Linked DNA regions of Bos taurus: region 1 is linked to region 2. Evidence: chromatin contacts called from public Hi-C data. All regions are on one chromosome and are shown on one strand. The core of a region is the stretch at or near the end of the contact, and the rest is flanking DNA. Distances in the headings are between cores, read along the strand shown.

The links. Hi-C and Micro-C count contacts between places; a contact is called where the count stands out from the background.
Region 1: a Hi-C map of skeletal muscle shows a contact between it and region 2, with 4 times the contacts expected there. The contact joins the promoter of SERTAD2 here to the enhancer-like site in region 2. A contact is called at or near these places in 3 of 11 Hi-C or Micro-C datasets (liver, skeletal muscle and skin fibroblasts).

Annotation. Positions count from the first base shown.
Region 1 is chr11:63,149,286-63,152,554 of ARS-UCD2.0, forward strand. It overlaps SERTAD2 (SERTA domain containing 2), which reads right to left and starts at 1,444. Exons shown (of 3, transcript XM_010810111.4): 1 at 826-1,444.
Region 2 is chr11:63,047,094-63,050,725 of ARS-UCD2.0, forward strand. SERTAD2 (SERTA domain containing 2) reads right to left here. Exons shown (of 3, transcript XM_010810111.4): 2 at 246-868. The coding sequence starts at 256. Among named protein-coding and RNA genes, the nearest start is that of TRNAS-GGA, 84 kb to the left of the region's middle. Within about 2 kb of position 2,113, at least 80 of the 102 cell types and tissues checked have an H3K27ac peak or open chromatin away from gene starts, as enhancers often do. A contact at or near this core is called in liver, skeletal muscle and skin fibroblasts, where this site is marked.

The sequences.
Region 1 (3,269 bases), core at 194-2,693, 100 kb after region 2:
GCATAGGGCAAGTCTTATAAAGCATATATACGGCCACGCATGTGTACTTTTGAACAGCCTGCAACCAAGAAACCAAATTAAAATTTTGCTCAAGAGCAATCTAGTATACAAAAAAGGGCTATCAAAAGATAAAAAAATCCCTATTTGTCTTTTAACACACCCCACTGTGCCCAGTGACCAGGAAATAAAAAATTCTGTGTTGTAATTTCTGGCCAGAATAGAGGTGAGCTAAAGATGAAGTGTCAAACTGGATTTCCATCTTACCTCGTTTTCCTCCAACAGGTTCAAAGACTTTGTAATCTTTACATTAATATTGAATTATCTTTTCTTTTTTTTCCAAAAGAGAACCTACGAAACTATTTAAAAATAAAAACAGCAAGACATGCCACTAGGCAACCTGTCTTCTCGTGGTCTATCTCATTCAAATCAGACGTACCTTTTGCTTTGCCTTTACTGAATAAAAGTTTAACTCTGATTTGGAAGACAACGTACCCATTATTAGCCGTCTGACACTTTTTGCAGGTCATAGAGTCTATCAGTTCAATTCGCTGATTATGACCGCTCACTAAGAAAGCTTGCCATTACCGCTCATTTTATAAGCGTTGGCAATACCTAGAAATACAGCAAGGCTGGTGAATAAGGAGTCGAGGGGCGGGGGAAGAGGGAGCGAGGGAGGAAGGCAGTCGCCACCTCAAATCCACGCCGGACCGGGAACCTCCAGTCCACAGCGCGATCCCTTGCCCTCCCCAAAGTGGACTCGCTACATTTGCCCAGACCCTCCCTCCGCCCCAACACCCACCCCCGCTAACCCAACACAGCACTCACCCTTCAGCGAAGTCGGCACCCGGTCCAGCTCCGAGACGGGTCGGGGTGGCAGCGAGGGAGGGGACGTCTGGGCTGTGGGCGGGGGGTGTCGGTGCGTCACTAGAGTGCAGGACGGTGAGTTCGAGGGGTGGGAGTGGAGAGGAGCCGGGAAACCAAGTCACTGCCGAAAAGGGACGAGGAGCAACGAGGGGATGGAGGAGAAAGCCCCTTCCCTAAAATAAGCCCACCGGCCCCTGCGACCCCCCTGCCCCAGGAAGGGAAAATAAAATCCGGGGAAATAAAAAGACTGACAAATAAACCTCTAAAACGATGAGAAGCAAGGATCAGACTTTAATTTAAAGGGGGGAGACTGAGCGAGGTCTGGAGGGGTGACAGAAGTGGCTCTAGGTCTATCCCATGCCTTTGCAGTCCCCAAGCGGAGGAGGAGGCTGGCTGAGGGGAAGTTGCAGCGGCTCCCGAGGAGGAGGCGGAGGAGGCGGAGGAGGAGGTTACACCGTAACAAGTACAGACAGACAGCCATGGATCAGAGGGGCGCTGCGAGCAGGGGCGGCCGCGGCGGGGCGAGCGGCCGCGGCAGCAGCACCGCCTGCTCGGCTAGCTCAAGACATTTAATTGGATTGATGGGTTGTGCAGTGACTCACAGACTTTACAGAGTCGTAAAGCAGTCCCCGCCCAGCTGGACAGGGGAGATGCGGTGGGGACGGCTAGGGAAAGGGGGGCTGTGAAAGAGCCGGGAGGGGAGGAGGAGAGTGAGAGGGCGAGGCGTTATGGGGGGCGGGGAGCGAAGCGGAATCACTCAATGCCGAAGCCCGCCGCTCCGACGGGCGTGGGGGTCGGCCAATGACGGTGCGGCTCGATAGGCGGCCGGCTTCGCCCCTGGCCCAATGAGTCTTCTAAGGACACTGCCGCTAACCGGGCGGGGGGAAGTGGAGTGGGGGGTGGGGAGTGGTGGGTGGACGTTGAAGTAGGGAGGGAGCGGTGGAGAGAAAGATGAGGCACCGGAGACCGGCGGAGTCACTCAGCTCTCCTCGCTCCAGAAGTGCGCCTTCTGCCAATCCGAGGGCCGCATGGGGGTGATGGACGCAAGCGTGTGCCCAATGAGGAAGAGAAGGTGCCGCTCCGAGCCACAGGGGAAGGAGTGGGCGGGCCAAGGTCCTCCCCTCCCTCCGGCACCCGGGTCCTCCCTCCCGCCCTGTTCAGGTCAGTCACGCAAAGAACAGTGTGAGGGATGGGGCCGTGCGGCGGGGGGGTGGGGCGGCTGAGGGCCGCGCTACAGAAGGCGTGACAGCGATAGGGACTGGCTGTGCTGCCGACTCCGCACCTACCGGAGGAGGCGATGAAGAAGGCTGGCTCCTTACTCAGCCTTCAAGCTGCTGCTCTTGCTGCTCAGCCTCTGCCCGGCGCTGCCTGGGAGCCCCTGCGGCCAAACCCCACTCCCGAGTGGCAGACAGATGTGGAGTAAATCGGATCAAAACTTTGCCTCCCGTCGGTGCTGTGCCCACTCTAGCAGACAGCTCCGTGTGACGTTCTGTGGGGCTGTGCTCCGGGAGCCGAGGGAGCTGGACGCCAAGACCGGAGGCATTTCCCTCCTTGCTTGCCTGTGTTCTGGGGAAGTCAGAGTAGGGTGTGGACAGGTTGAAACACCTCCTGAATACATAACATTTCTTTATTGGGTTTCTGGAAAAGGTACTTAACCTGACGTGAGTGAAGCTGTGTGGGTTTTGTGCTTGTAAATATCAGCTTCCTCCAGCCCTTGCTCCCGCATGCATTACTCTTTTTCTCCCACTTCTCTGCCCACTCTCCTCACCTTGGACCCTGACACCTTGTACTCACTACTAGATCTCGCTGCTCATTCCCCGGAGCTACGGCTTTTTCTCAGTTTCTTGCCTACTGTCTAGGAATCATTGTACACACCTTAACACTGCACGCACTTGTACTTGAAAGTAACTGGGATCACTAATGAACCTGAACAGAGGTGCCGGCAAAAGAAATACACTGGCAAAAATCCACCTTCTTAACCACAAGGGACATTTCTGCAGGTTATTGAAATTTATGACATTTGCTTCCTATTAAAAAACCAAGGAAAGACAAATCACGTATCACATCCCTAGAAAAAAAGATTTTCCAGTCCACTTAGAATACTCAGTATCCATTTTCTTTAGACAAGTCAACTGGAGAGACCCAGGATTGACTTGTGGTCTTGAAGGGAGCAAGATCATTTTTTCCCCATGATTATCAGAGTAAAACCTTACAGTGGTCTGGAATTCAGAGGAGAGGTAGTAAGTGAACAATAAGCCTTAAGGCTTACCCTAGTCATACGGAGGCTTTCCTTGATTACTGTTGTTTTAAGATAGGGACCCTTCCCATAAACTGTAATTGTGACACTCAGCCTGACACCTCTTGCCTCTTCTCTTTCTGATTTTAGCCTTATTCCATGATGTCAG
Region 2 (3,632 bases), core at 863-3,362:
GATAGCTTAGTTCCAATTTCTGAAGGGAGGAAATCACTGGGGAGGGTAAGACTGACCATATGATCAAAGAGGCAGCCAGGAGGGGCGGCAAGCGGCCAGCACACCAAGGCAGACGTGGAAAGGGCTCCCAGCTCCGCACCACCCGATGCTCACACACACTCGTTCGTCCACACACAGAGGCGGGGCACACGGGGGAATCCTGAAAGTTATTACTTTAAAACACCTCAAGGCTGGATGGTCTGTACCTTGTGTACATTTTCAAGAGCTTGTTCCAATTTCCTTTTGGACCAGTAAGTGACAAGTAGAAATCCAGGGTTTTCCTTTCTCAGGAGCATAGCGGGCTTCACGATTAAGTGACATGTTGTCTCAACAGTCGGTTTACAGGGCAGAGCTCAGTCCTGGTGTCTGCCGTCAGGGAAGAGTAGCTCCTAGTGGGGCTCTGGGCTCCCCGGGAGCGGGTCTCACTCTACGTCCTCACCAGGGTGAAGAGGCTGGCGTCTGCTGTTCGATGAGTCACTGGCCTGCACACTCAGGACCTGTGCACGTTTCTGTATGCCCGTGTCACTGGTTAACAGCTCTCAAGTGAAAGGCTCCTAATAAGAGTCCCGGGTCTCCTCAACCACACCGTCCTGTGTGACAAGTGGTGTGACTACTGGCTGCTGAAGGGTCCAGAAGTGCCCATGCTGACACTAAAAATTATAAAAACGAGGCGTTCACAGTAACGCTAATGACTCAGAATGATGCCTTTTCCTCATAGAGCTACCCAGTTTGAAGAAAAAAGAAGCTATGACGTGTGACGAGTGTCTTCAACCAGGCTAGCAGAGGCTATTTCCTCACTCAGACATCCTGAGCCGCCAAACCCAAAGTCCTGTAAATGGAAACACACGCATGCTTTCAGTTTCTTTCGGGGGCAGTGGAAGAAGAAAGAAGTTGCCCCTGGCAAAACTGAGTGGGTGACAGTCTCTCCAGAGCAGGAGAGAGGCTGGCTACAAATGCCGATGAGACAACTTCTGAAACACAGAACATTCTCATCTCTCCTCTCTGACGCCTGCCTTAGGGTGTGCTTTGGGTCCTGCTCTTGAGGTGGTCCAAGTGCAGCCCCTGCTCCTGAACAGGACGCCTGCCACCAGCCTCCAGCGAACTCTGGGAAGAGCTCTTTTGTCAGCTGGCCACACATCACCTCCCGGGCAGGAAGGAAAGGCCCCCTCCTTGTTCCACAGGGGAAGCCAGGTTCCCTTAGACAACTTTCTACACTGTTAAAATATTACACCTTAATCAACATCCAACACTCAGGAATCTGATAATGGGTAGGCTTTTGACACCCTTCCTCCCCCAGGTAACAGCAGAAGCCGCGGGGTGGGGGTGGGGGGACACGACTTAGAGGACACCCTGAAGGGACATGCGGGGGGGGGGGGTGCTGGCAGATCTGGGAGAGAGCTGACAGAAAGTGGGGTGCTCCCAAAGCCAGTGCTCTGGGACAACCCAGAGGAAAAGAGTGGGTAGGGAAGTGGGAGAGGGGGTTCAGGATGGGGGACACACATATGTATACCCGTGGTTGATTCATGTTGATGTATGGCAAAAAGCATCACAATATTGTAATTATCCCCCAATTAAAATAAATTAATTTAAAAAAGAAAGTGGGGTGCCTGCAAGGATCTGCCAGCGGGGATGTTCCATGCACTGTGACCCGTGCAGTTCCCCCAATTCCTGGTGGTGAGCCTCCGGGAGGCCGTGCGGGGGTCAGCACTCCCCCAGGCTGCCTGCAGACCCCAAAGCGACTGCTTCCGGCCTCCGGGAATGGCAGAAACACGGGCAAAATTCCAACAGGGAGAAAGCCTCTGCGTGTTTACTCCCAGAAGACAAGGGAGGGTAAGTAACTGAACCCCTAAAGCTGCCCCTATCGGGGAAGCTTTTTTTTTTTTCTTTCTTTAAGCCCAAGCTCATCCAGGATGAGGTCCCTGCAGTAACATCCATGCTAATTGCTAAGTAAGACAAAGCCTTCCCTAACAAATCAGCAATGTAATTATGAAGCCAGTCACTAGATCAAGCCAGTTAGGCGCGCTCGGCGCGGCTCCGAGGCTGTAACCCGACACCACTGTTTGCGGAGGCGCCTCCCCGGGCTCTCCCGGCGGCGCTCTCTGCCGCGGGTAGCGCGCGGCCGCGCATCCGTGATCAGACTCCAGTCGGACGGGTCCCGCGGCGAACAATCCCCGGGCTTTCTTGACAGCGTCTTAAAGCCTGGAGACAAACCGAAATTCGGCCAGGAAGTCAACCTTGAAGTCAATTAAAACAACAGCTTTTACTGTTTGGGGATGTAAGAAACTCTTGCCTTCCCTCCTAGGACTTTTATCTACTTCTATGAAATTGCAGACGGTTTCTGACTGGTTTGTCAAACATAACCTTTCCTCTTGGAAAAAGAAAAGGACATTTTCAAATGTGGATAACCGCATTTAGTAAACAAATCGTGAGAGATAATATTTCAAGTGAATATTTCTTAGGAATAAATTATGGCCTTGTTAATAAACATCTGGAAAGAAACAAGTTTTTTAGAATGTAACTGTTAAGTAATAGAAAATATTTCTAATATCCTGTCTTACTGGTATAGGTTTTAGACCTAACTCTTAGGAATCTAGGGACATCAGTCACCTTCCAAAGATACTGAGGATGTTTACAGTTCTCTTAGTTTATGTAACAATTTTGACTAAAAGCACTGCACACCTAAAGTAAGACTGAGCCGAATTATACAGTTTCTAAATTTAAGATGAGCAAAAAAAAAAAAAAAAAAGATTCTATGCCTGGAATATGCTTTAAAATACTCTAGAAAAAAAAGACCATGAAGATGAAACAAGACTGACAAAATATTGATGATTGTTAAAGCCCGATGATGAGCACAAGGGGATGTACTGTACTCTATTTACTTTTGAGTGTGTTTGGAATTTTCCATAATAAAAAGGTAAAACATGTACACACACATCAATACATATTTTAAAAATTCTACAAATTAAAAAAAAAGTCAAACACAATAAACTATTTATACCCTCAGTGAGAACTATGATATTAACTTGATAAGCTATTTTACACAGAAGAAAGCTATAAATGCTCTTTGTAAACAAGCATGCCCACTACAAGTTGGAGCTCCTCTTCAGCTTTGAAAGAGAGTATCACATCTAACCACAAGGGGGCGCAGGAGAGCAACAGGCACTCCTGAATTCTGATTATTCACCGCAATTTCTATCTACAGATCTCAAAGTATACACATTTCCAAGACTGTTCCCTAATTCAGGTCTCCATAGGACACTGCTTGACAAGCCAAGAGCCCTGCCAAGACCACACTATATTATGCTATGGTTCAAAATCTGGAAATATTGTATAAAGAAAAGGTTGTTGTCTGTATATAAGTAACACTGATGTTTCAAAACCCATGACTAAAATCCCTGGAGGATTCCTGAAGCAAGAACACACACAACAAACATACAACCTGAGTCATAAGATGCGGACTGGGAGAAGCCAGTAGTTCAGAATTTCCAGTGGGGGTCCTAAAGTGATCTCCAACAACACAATGAGTCTCAAGGTTAGCAGTAGGAATTTTACTAGGATAGAAAAGCCTTCAACAATCCAATTGCTTTGTATTA